Linked DNA regions of Mus musculus: region 1 is linked to region 2. Evidence: chromatin contacts called from public ChIA-PET data. All regions are on one chromosome and are shown on one strand. The core of a region is the stretch at or near the end of the contact, and the rest is flanking DNA. Distances in the headings are between cores, read along the strand shown. Region 1 holds the start of Sergef (secretion regulating guanine nucleotide exchange factor). Region 2 overlaps Sergef (secretion regulating guanine nucleotide exchange factor).

Region 1 (5,530 bases), core at 412-2,911, 53 kb before region 2:
AGGGCAGCACCTAGGCAGGCATGGTGCAGGAGATGCTGAGAGTTCTTCATCTTCATCTGAAGGCTGCTAGTGGAAGACTGACTTCCAGGCAGCTAGGAGGAGGGTCTTAAAGCCCACGTCCACAGCGACACACCTACTCTAACAAGGCCACACCTCCAAATAGTGCCACTCCCTGGGCCAAGCATATGTAAACCATCACACTCACCAAACCATAACAAGGACAACCAAAACCACACATGAAACATGGAGTCTGTTTTATGTTGGTCAGCTACTCCTGAGCATGGGACCTACCCAGGAGGGTGACTGATATGCCCAATCGTCCCATTGGAGACAACTGGTTTTCTCTTTCTCATGAAGTATTGATTGCAAATAGCTTCTTCGTCAGGGAGGGGCCTTTGTGCCCACTTCTCTTCTTCAGTGCTGGGATTTTGTCTGTAAAACCAGAGACTGTTGACAGCATGCACAAGACCCGCACAAGTCCACCTTACCGTGCAATGTGCAAGTTACTGGCATTTCTTGCTTCCGGAACTGCTGGTAAGACACCTTTCTATTATACCCTGTTGTGACTTCCTATTAGAACAGGCTGGAAAGAAGTGATCAAAATGGCAACAGCAAACCGGTGAACAGCACATGGAATCTCTCACGGCTTCTATTTTCTCTTTCTGGAGTAAGAGCAGCTTTGCCTGGCTTGTCTGGATCTTTCTAAGCACCACCACCAAACTTTTCAAGAAACCACAGTGTGGAGGAGGAAAGACCAAGGGTGGCTTCCCTCACAAGACACAGCAGACAGTAACATGTCAGTAGCATGAACAGGTGAGACCTAGACAGAAGCTTCCCTGACACATTTTCCAATGTGAGGGTCTAGGAAGAAAAGGAAGGCGAGGCCTTGAGACCTGTCTGTACAGGGGCCAGAGCTACGAATGCAGATCATCGCCTTAAATGGGACATGATCTTTTTGTCCTCCTTCCAGATTCCAGATTCCAAATTCCATTTCCCCCAGTGTGCACTGGTACACTGTATTACTAAACTCTCACCAACATCACGACAACGTTGATAGAAAGCTGTATTGTATGAAAATCTATCTTGGATGAGAATTATCTATGCTCGTGATTAGAATTAGGGCAGATGGTGCGGGGCCGCGGAGAGTAGGGAGAACGCAGGGGCACATCAGACAATAGCCAGCCCCAGTTGTGTCACCAGTAGTGGGTTTCCGCTGTGGAAGGCTAACACGGCTCCCCAAGACTCTCGGGTTCCCAAACGCACAGCGAAGCGGGCCAAGGTAGCTTCGTGAAGACTCAGGACTGGACTCTTGCCATCTTCAGTTCAGGTCCCTTCCCACCGTGCTGTTGCACCCCTGTCAGGTCATCTGCTCTGGGCAGCGTGGGACAGGTGGCGAGTTTTCCAGATTACTGAACATGGTGCAGAATTACGAGTGTGGGTGTAGTAAGGCACCTCCGGGTGTGTTCCCTGGCGGCCGCGAGGTGCCTGCTGACAGTGCTTTGGTTGAGTCCCGGCGCTCTAGGGCAGGACCATACCTAGCTACGTCTTGCTCCAGTCCCATTAGCCCCTCCTAATCCCTAATTTTACCCCGCCTCCATCCCGCTGACCGCGCCCAGCTCCCGGACTCGCCCTGCCCCTGGCCTCCGAGGCCCCGCCCCGCGTCAGCCCTCCCGGAAGCGCCGGCTGAGCGTGTGCATGGCGCGGGAGTCCTGCGCCTCCGAGACTGTCTCTGCCGCTGCTGTGCTCTTCGCCTGGGTACGTGGCTCCGCCCCCGGGCTAGGGCAGAGACGAAGGGGCGAGGAGACCCGGGAGCTCCCGGCGTCTGCGTGGGTGGCAGGGAGCTGGGAGGCGGCGGCCCGAGCTAGGGTCCTGGATTGGAGGATCCTGGGTTGCAGCAAGGAGGAGAGGGTGCGGAGGGAGGGTCTCCCCGCAGTGCCTGAGGGGCCTACTGCTAGCTGTGGGATGAGGACCCGAGGGACTGAAGCACTTCGGGAGGACCCTGCATCCAGAGCAAAGCATCCATTCTGGGAAAGCGCTCGGCCGCCAGACTGCCTAGAAAGACAGCGTGGAGGCTTGGCAGAGAGATCTCGGTCCCAGAGCTCCTGGGGCCACCTGTGTCATCGAACCTGCCTTTTGCTTGGAGGATGGAAGGCTTCTTTCCAGCGCCATCACCCTGGGGAGCGTCCTGTGGATGTGAGGCCTGTGGAGTATGGCCGCGCAAGGCACAGACCCTGCGTATTTGCTGTTACTCGGCTGTGACCAAATCTTTTCTCTTCTGGGGGTGTGGAAGTCTGGGCTGGGCAGGTTTGACACTGCACTTTGACTGACCTATGGTCATCCTTCCGTGTGATTGGAGAGGAGGCTTTATACCCACGAGTGTGGGGGACATGCGTGACAGCATGCATATGTCGGGTGTTGCTGTTCTTAGTATTAAATACCAAAATTGTAATGGAATGCATGATTTGTTAACGGCAGTCTCCTTGACTACAGCGGAGGTGTTCTTGAGAGCGAGTACTGAGCCAGTGGTGTTCACATTGTCTCTCTTGGTGCCTGGCATCTTGTAGACCCCAGGGAAATATTTGTTGACTAAAGAATGAATGAATGAATGAATGAATGAACGAGCGAATGAAACGAATGAATGAGTACTTGTGTGCACAGCCATCTGTTAATGTTTGGGAAATACATAGCTATTCCCAGTTCTTGTGATAGAGGAAGCCATAACAGCTATGTTTTTTGCCAAAATTAGAATTTATCTATATACCTTTCACTTGTTGAGTGTAAGGCTGTCAGAAAGGAGAGCATGGCTTGGCCTGGCTGGCTGGCTCAACTCCTTGAAGTAGCACTTGAACGAGGCTTGGCAGGGGGGGTGGGAGGTGGGGGTTGGGGGGTGGGGTGGGGGTGGGCGTTAGTAACTGAATGTGTTGCTGTCATTTTCCAGCCTGGAGACTGCTGTCTTTTTGGACAGAGGAAAAACACCTGATAGGAAAAGCCTTTCAGCTGTGGCCTTGAATGGACAGAGACAGAACCAGGGCTGAACCTAGTGTGTTTGGAGGCCTGCTGGGGTATTCCTCCTGCTGCGTAATCAGGGAGCATGTATTAGTTGGCCTCCGCTGCCGCTGCCGCTGCCGTGACAAAACACCACAGGCTGGGTTCTTAGACAATAGACATTTATTTTCTCTGTGTTGGAAGTTGCAAGTCCGAGATTAAGGTGTGGGCACTTTTGGTTTCTCTGGGGCCTCAGGTGGCTGTTTCTTTGTGCATGGGCATCCTTGGTGTCTTGGGAAGAGACTAGACAGACTGGATTATGGTCTGTCTCATCATTTAACTTTAATTACCTTTTTAAAGGTGTGTCTCCAAATACAGTCATATTCTGGTATGTCAGAGGTTAGGGCTTTGACATAGGCATTTTGAAGGAACACAATTCATCTTGTTCCAAGTGGTTTTGTGTTTTGTGTGTATGTGTGTGTGTGTATGCACACGCTGTGTCTGGACCCTTTGTAAAGAAGGAAGGTATACACAGTTGTCATAGGGTATATTAAATTTTTCTTTACCTAGCTTTATCCTGGGTTTAGGGCCCTTATTGCACCACAGAAGTTGATACAAAGCATGAACCCCGGATTGCTCTAGCCTGGCTTCTCTCTTAGATGTTCAGCAGCCTGAAAGCCTGGTAATGGGGTAGCTAGAGAAGACAGAAACCCCAGGATATACTCTCTGCTTCACTCTGTGCAACAGTGTTGTTTGTAACAGTGTTATTTGACAGTGCACTTAAACAGTGTTGCATTCCAGGGTGGAGAGATTTATGTCTGACATCCACAGTCCGCCAGCCAGTGCAGTTTCAGGGTTAGGAGAATAGCTATAAGACCAAGTCCCTGCCTTCATGGTGGTGACTTTCTAGGAGAGGAGGTAGCTCAGTCAAGCCAGCAATGCACTCTAGTGCCAAGGAATGACACAAAGAGGAGGAGAAAGGGGACAAAGCAATGGCAATGTACGTGAGCAATAGGCAAGAGCTGGGATTCTCAACCTTCCTGATGCTGTGACCCTGGTGACCCCCAACCATAAAATTGTTTTTATTGCTTCCTCGTAACTGTAATTTTGCTACAGTTATGAACTGTAATGTACTATTTTTGGAGGTAGAGGTTTGCCAAAGCGTCCACAACCCACATTTTGAAAACTGCTGGTCTAGAGTCATGTGACTTAATCTCTGGGCTGGTTCCCTATACATACCTGTTTTCTTATGGATACAGTAAGAACTAATGGAAGAAATGGATTTCTAACTCACTCATCCAATTGTGTAACTGGATCATCACTTGAGCCTCCAGGCCTCAGTTTCCTCATCTGTACAATGGATGCGAATGCTCCTAGCTGTGAGGCTTCAAGGTGGCCGTCCTGTGTGCAGAGATGCACTTGTTAGAACTGTATTGTTCAAAAGACCCTCTTAGCCTGTGCTCCCCACAAGTCTCATTCTTCATCTTGGGGTCCTGCAGCTCAAGGTGGCTGGAAGCACCCAAGAGGTGGGATGGTTTCCATAAGTGTGTGTTTTGTATTCATATTTTGGTAGTTGTTTTAAACCAAGTGTTCCTATTTATGTGCCCTCAAAACAAACAAACAAACAAACAAACAAAAAAACCCGGTATTAAATGGTTCTACCACTCACCTCCAAAAGAACCAGCTTGGGAGTAGATACTTGAAGAGATAAGAATCCTTTTGGGTGGGCGTTAGGCTCTTTCAGGTGTCCGTTCACTATTGTGTTTGTACCTTTTGTTGCTGAGATGTTACTGTTTCACTTACTGGCCTCTGTCTTTACAGGGTCTTTCTGATAGTACTCCTACCCCTACTGAATTCTTCTCTGGGCCTGTTACCTAGCTGTAAGGATTTCAGATTAGAGACTTTTTTTTTCCTTCCGGTGCTGGGGATTGAACCTAGGAACTTGAACATGCTGGGCAAGCACTTTATCACTCTGCTGTAGCCTAGACCCGTACGATGTGTGGACTTGATAGTGTGAGTTCAGAAGGGGGATCTGGATCGGGGTTGTCCAGTGCTGTACTTGAAAAGGCCCTTTAGCTGTCAGTCATTGTCTAGCTTTTGCTCTGGACAGATGAAATGATGCGGCTTAGGGAAGCTGCCTCCTTAGCTGACTGACTGCATACAGAAAGCTCACTGCTTCCTCGTGAGCATGGGGGAGGGTGGGGGAGGCAAAGCCAAGCCCAGAGTGTTTCCTGCTAACTTTCCCCCGACCCCATCCTTACCCTTAATCTTTCCTTTCCCCAGCGTTCCTAGGTCATTAGCTTTTATCAGAGGGGATCCGTGGGCTGATTCCCAAAGGCAGTTGAGTCTTGGTTGGTTTTTATTGTCCATGTGACACAACATGGACTCACCTTGGGAGAGACATGTCTGTCAACTGAAGGCCTCGATCATATTGGCCTGTGAGAGGTTATCTTGATCGACAGATTGTTATGGAAGGTTCAGTCCACTGTGGGTGGCACCATCTCTAGTTCGTGGAGTGAACCAGAGAGAGTCACAGGTAGTGTTC
Region 2 (5,992 bases), core at 311-2,810:
TCTTGTAAAGACCCACAAACAGAATGGATAGGACTTGGCTCTTAAGAGGGATGAGAAGCAACCAAAGATGAAGAAGCCAAGTGGATAGCCTGGGAACAACACAGGGAACCAAGCAGGCACACATCTCCACTCCCTGACTAAGCTAAGTTACAAGCTCAGCTGCTGGGTAGTGGTCTCCTATAGCAAAAAAAAAAAAAAAAGGAACTTGGATGTCTTGTCCTTTCCCTTGTCAACTGCATAAGCATTGGTGTTCAAAGAGCTTCTAGTACCCCAGTAAACATGGCACTCCGGGCTGAGAAGTGAGAAGTGAGGTAGAAATGGATACAGGAAGTGGTGAAGACCAGATGATAATTCCGAGGACACCAGCAAAAAGGAACTGTTGTTTGACCCAGGCTCTTAAAACCGGGTTGGTGTATAGCAAGGATATGGCATGCCAAGATGAGCATGAGGTCGGCCACAGGGCTTGAGTCTTTCTGTGCCTGAGCCTAGCGCCCCAGTGTGGCTGCCTGTCTGGCCTGTCCCGTTCCCACAGCAGCAAACACAAAGCACGTTCATACGTTGTCTCCTTTGATCCTAGTATGGTGCCGTGAAACAGGCCTCAAGAGCAATGATTATTTCCATTTATAATTAAGAACACCGGGACCCAAAGAGGCCTGCTAGGAGGCAGGAGAAGAGCCAGGACACATGGCCTGATTGTCAGTGTTTCTGGGGGCTTGCCTGGGCTCAGCCTGCAGTCACATCCCTGAGTCATGTTCCTGGTTTAAATTCTGCCCACGTTTGGTTGAGGAGCACCGACTCTCAGCGCACACTTGCACGTGTGTGCACACCCAGCGGTGGGAGCAGGAACCGTGGAATTAAACAAGACTTGGGTCTGAGATGGGGTCACTGTGAAGCTCAAGGGTCGCCAGCCCTCATTTTTTCTGCAGGGCAGAAGCTGCAAGGATCAACCCGTGCACAGGGTCGAAGTGAGATCCGTCAGAACGTGTGGGAAAGGAGCTATTTTTAGTTTGCCGAGTCACTCACTCGGCCGCGTTAGCTGAGGATTGAGCCTGTCCCCTACGCTTTCCACCGTGTTATTTCTGAAGGAGAAACACCACTTGAATGCTGTGTAAAACCCATTAATGAACCTGGAAGTTTCCAGGGTGTCTTTGTCCTGCAGCTCTCCCCAAAGGCTGCCTTTCCTGAATGACCTTCCTTCTTTCCTATATTTAATGCTTTTCTAATTTTAAGTTTGTGTCAAGACTGTGGGACTTTGGTGCCCTAAATAACGCAGAAATCTACCACCAGCAATCAGCTGAGTCCGGAGGGCTCTGATAGAATTGAACACAACCCGAAAAAAGCACGGCCAAGTGACTCTCTGGCAGGAACCCCTAAGCATCAGTGCTTGTTGCCAGAGGAGCCTGAGGTCTTAGACTCTGGGGACCCAGCAGCCCTAAGTCTTTCCCAGAGCACAGCACAGAGTCCTCCTTGAAGCCATACCAACCACCCTAAGCATGGTCTGTTGTGGTTAGAAGCTAGCACGTGGGCGCTGTACCATAGCAGGGGGAGCTAGTGCAAACTGCACAGCAGTGGACCTGCCTGTGAGAACACACGGGAGAGAAAGCCACCAGACAGCAGAGCCATGCTGGGGGTGCCCCGATGAAGCACCTCCTTTTGTTTTCCTCAGCACCGTGTTCTTTTCACTAGAATGTGGGGTCTAGGCAAGCAAAGGCCTTGTCTTTCATGTTGAAAGTTGCAGTCTCTGAGCCATCAGCCAAAGAGCATACAGGGGCTGGCACGAGGCCCGCCAGCACATGACAGGTAGCTCAGTGTCCATGGCTGTCCTGTCTGGCCTCAGGGGGAGAGGATGCACCTAAATCTGGAAGAGACTTGATATTCCAGGGTGGAAGCGTATCTTCTTAGAAGAGAAGGGGATGGGAGCGAGCAGGAGGGACTCAGGGAACGAGAGACTGGGAAGGGGAGCCACATTTGGAATGTAAATAAATAAGTAAAAGGAAGTTTCAGTCTTGGTCGATAGAATAGTCCCTGCTACCTCAGAGGTGCTTAGTGGGTATCCTAGTTTCCTGTCTGTTGCTGTGGTAAAACACTCAAACCAAAAGCAACTTGGGGGTGGGCATGGCCGGAGGAACGGGTTATTTTACCTTATACTTCCAGGTCATCATCTCTCACTAAAGGAAGTAAGGCAGGAATGTTTGCTGTTCTGCAATATTATTCTTTACCAGGGAATTCCTCACCAGGAAGGTACAACAGAAACCACGGAGGCCGGATCCCTGTTGATTCATGTGGGTTCATGCTCAGCTTACTTCTACACACACACAGTGTGGGACCACCTGCCTATGCCATGCTGCCAGTGCTGCCTCCAGGGGACTGGGCCCTTCTCCATCAAGGCAATCCCTCACAGACATGCCCACTGGCCAGTCTGATTCAGGCAGTTCCTTATTCAAGGTTCTCACCTCTCCTGACTCTAAGTGGTGTCAGGCTGGCAGTTAAAGCTAACTAGAGCAGTGGGTGTTCACTGATGGAAGAGAGGAGAAATGAATGGAAGAAAGAATTTTAGGGGTGTGTATCCCTCATTGCCCCTCCTTTCCTCTAGACTGTGCTCTTTAACCCCAGGAAGTTAGGAAGGGCATTCCCATATCTGCAGGTTCTCGGTCACCCAGTGGCCTGCAGAGCCAGCACCCAGGGGTTTTGTCCTGTGCTGTGCACAAGTCACAGCTGGGGCTTCTGATGAAGATGCTCATAATCTGTTACACTTCATAATTCGTCAAGAACTCGCATCCATTCACCTAATGGATGCTTAGGCATGCCTGTCTCTGACTGCCGCATTAGCAGGTGGGGAGCCTGTGAGTGAACAGCAGGGTCAAGCAGGACAGGCACACTGTGATAGAAGCTATGGAGAGTCTGAGGATGAAAATATGTTTGTCCTACCCTATGCCCATGGGGACCTTTTCTTTCCTGACATTTCAGTCCCTGTGGTTTTGTTGGATGCTGCAGGGTTGGAATAGGGTTGGTGCCTGGAAAGGCTTCCTGAATTGGAAGTCTTGACGTTAAATTAGTTCTCTAGGGAGCTAATGTAAGTAGCAGGGAAATCTTGGCAAGGCCTTGCATTTCTGAGGCAAGCAGAGGAAGAACAGCAGCCAGGCAGACTGAATATTGACAGGAGAGGGGAAAGTGTCATGGCAGTGTCCAGGAGGCTGGGGAGGTCAGGGAGGCTGGGTAAGAGGAAAAGGCCACTGGATTTAGTGATGGTGGAGATAAAGGAGTTGCTGGTGGGTGATGGTGGTGGAGGGTGAAGATGGCTGTGCCCCTTGCAGGAGATGAAGTAGCAGAGGGACAGAGGTATATGAGGGAGGAGGAGTTGAAGCCCAGCTGCCATGGATATGAGCCTGAAGATCACTGTGAAAGGGTTAGTTCCTGGAAGGGGGAGAGATGTTCTTTCAGCCTAGCAGTAGAACAAAGGGGGATATGAAGTCAGACGCTTTGAGGTAGAGAAGAGAGTGCCTCTGGCAAACTGTATCCTTTGAGATCCTGCTGTATGGTTTGTTTTATTTGTTTATTCCAACAATGTTGATCATATCCTGCTGGGTCTGGTACAATTCAAGGCCCCAAGAATCACAACTAAAGGATGAAGTTGATGCTGGTTCTGCTGTGTAGTATTTACTAATGACATAGTAATTAGCATGTCTATCCTTAAGCTGAACTCAGAGTTCTTTGATGAAAGGCATGGTCTTGTTTATCTTTGTCCAGTTAGGGCTAGTATGGGAGCAATGTATGTAGTTGGTAGATGTGTGCCAACAAGAGTAGGAGCTCATGGTGGGTGGCTTAGATGGTCTTGGTTAGACCAAACACCAAATTGTTCCTGGAGCCGAGAGTCCAAGGCATGAGCGCAAGCTCAAGCCACCAGAAGGAACCAAGTGATCTGATGCTAGAGTGGGTTCAGCTAGCACAGTCTAGTGGCTCTCTCTGGAAGTGAGAGCTCAATGACGTCGTTATCAGTGCTGAATGGTGGCGAGGCCATTGGCATTCTAGAGCTGAGGGAACTGCAGGGCCCAGAGAAAGCTCACACTCATTCACAAAGTGGTTGGTGAGATGGGGCTTGGACCTCTCTCTCCCTTTCTACTCCTTCTTGCCCTGTTCCTCAGCAGCCTCCTCTCTGCCTGTCTTTGTCTTTACTGGGTGGTAGGTAGAGCGGATGGCTCCTTCCAGGCTTGGGACAGCATCTTCTGAGGAAGAGAGCTAGGACAAGGACAGACTCAGTAAAGTCTACCACACTAGCTCATGAAAAGGCATTGCACTGCCTGGAGTTGGAGGTGAGGTCTCATACACAGAGTCTTGAATGTGGAACAAGACCTAGGCTGGGCCTTCTTCTCTATAACTATCAGTGATGTAGCTTTGTATCAAGCCTTTCTCAGCCTTAGCTTTCTCATCTGCGAAGTAACTATAGTATTTACCTTGCCTAGAGGATTTTGGAAAGATGCAAATAAAATGTGTCATTATTGGGTCCAAGCCACTGTATGTTTCAGATATAGGTTTTGTTATAACTATGTGTTAGAGCCACCCTTTTGTCTTACTTGCGATGGTAGACATCAATCCTACATCTCATGGGAGTTCTTAGAATAAGACTCAGTGAGAGCAATGGAGCCAGATGTGCTGTAATCTGTACTCAGTCTCCTCTCAGGTGCAGGCAGTGTGACCTCCCGTTGGGGGAGCCAAACTATCAGTGTCTGTGCCCAGGGTGTCTCTGGGATGCTTTCTCAGCAGCAGAGGAAACTTGTCAGTACTAATTTAAAGCCTCTGCGATCTCATTTGTCTCTTGTACTCTTTGCAGCAGTGTGACTGGCCCAGGCCTTGCCTGGGGTCATCCTGGAGCTGACCCACTATCTTTTGTTGCACCTGACCTTAAATACTGGTTGTCCCAGGATGAAAGTAAATCTCTTAGAATTTTAGAATGGAAATAGGCAGGGAGGCTGAATGGGCTGTGCAAGAGTTGGCTGGCCAAGGGCTAAAGCTACTTCTGTCTCTCTGGCGTTTCTCTGGCTTGGACTGCCATTATCTACTGCCTCACCACAGAGACAGCCGCAGAAACAGCGCTTGAATCAGTAAGCCATGGTCTGTCCTCACCTAGCTAGCCCCACCTCATTGCCAAAACGAGGACTAAAAATAAAAATTTGATCATAGTCTTGTTTAATGTTCTTAGAAAAGAGAGAAAACTGGATTGGAGACGTAGCTTGGTTGTAGAGTCCTTGCCTAACAAGTAAAAGGCCCTAGGTTCAATCCTTAGCAATGAAAAAACAAAACAAACAATAAAAATTTAAAAACCTAACTAAATTCAAAACACTCCCAAATATAAAACAAAAACTAACAAAAAGACCACCAAAAAAAAAAATCCAAATTCCAAACAAAAAAATGTGAATTTCTCTAAGGAACACTTACTGGAAACCTGCTCTTTAGGAAGATGATGGAAGAATATGGAAGAGAGAAAGCCTTGGCTCTGGCTTCAAAAGGTGTTCAAAAGCCACGTAGGCTTAGGGTCTCAGGATGGAGGCTGCAGGACTGTGGTTGGCTTTGTTTACCCGTGTCCCCATCACTCTGCACACAGTAGGTACATCACTCTGCACACAGTAGGTACTCAGCTTAATCATTAAAGGGATGCTGTTGACTTCCAATGGTTTCCATTCTGGGTGAAGTCCAAATTCTGTGCCGTGTCACAAGAAGCCTTCTGAATTCAGGTCTGCCAAGGCACGCAGTCTCTTCTGCCTGGGTTGCGCAGCCTTTCATGGCAAACTGGAGAAGGTTCCGTGCCATTCGGTATTTCTGGGTCTTTCCTTCCTTTTGTACCAGGCATTTTTTTTTGGACCACTCCTCCAGTTCTCCAGAAGAGAACAAGGACCACCTTCTGTTTACCTTTGCATCCCACCATCCACCTGACACACTTATCTCTGGCTTCCTGTTGAGCACTGTGTGTGGTACTGGTACCCACTTTCTTGGCATT

Evidence for each region. ChIA-PET counts read pairs in DNA pulled down with a chosen protein or histone mark.
Region 1: an RNA polymerase II ChIA-PET map of memory CD8 T cells shows a contact between it and region 2, with 6 read pairs. The contact joins the promoter of Sergef here to the enhancer-like site in region 2. A contact is called at or near these places in 5 of 39 promoter capture datasets (cranial neural crest, embryonic stem cells, maxillary cranial neural crest and 2 more), 2 of 115 datasets of contacts at active chromatin or transcription factors (the SCID.adh cell line and memory CD8 T cells) and 2 of 9 other capture datasets (liver and pancreatic islet).

Annotation. Positions count from the first base shown.
Region 1 is chr7:46,635,938-46,641,467 of GRCm38.p6, reverse strand. Sergef (secretion regulating guanine nucleotide exchange factor) reads left to right here and starts at 1,661. Exons shown (of 11, transcript NM_013789.2): 1 at 1,661-1,755. The coding sequence starts at 1,696.
Region 2 is chr7:46,582,564-46,588,555 of GRCm38.p6, reverse strand. The region is part of intron 9 of Sergef (secretion regulating guanine nucleotide exchange factor); the gene reads left to right. Among named protein-coding and RNA genes, the nearest start is that of Sergef, 54 kb to the left of the region's middle. Within about 2 kb of position 1,560, at least 56 of the 459 cell types and tissues checked have an H3K27ac peak or open chromatin away from gene starts, as enhancers often do. A contact at or near this core is called in the SCID.adh cell line and memory CD8 T cells, where this site is marked.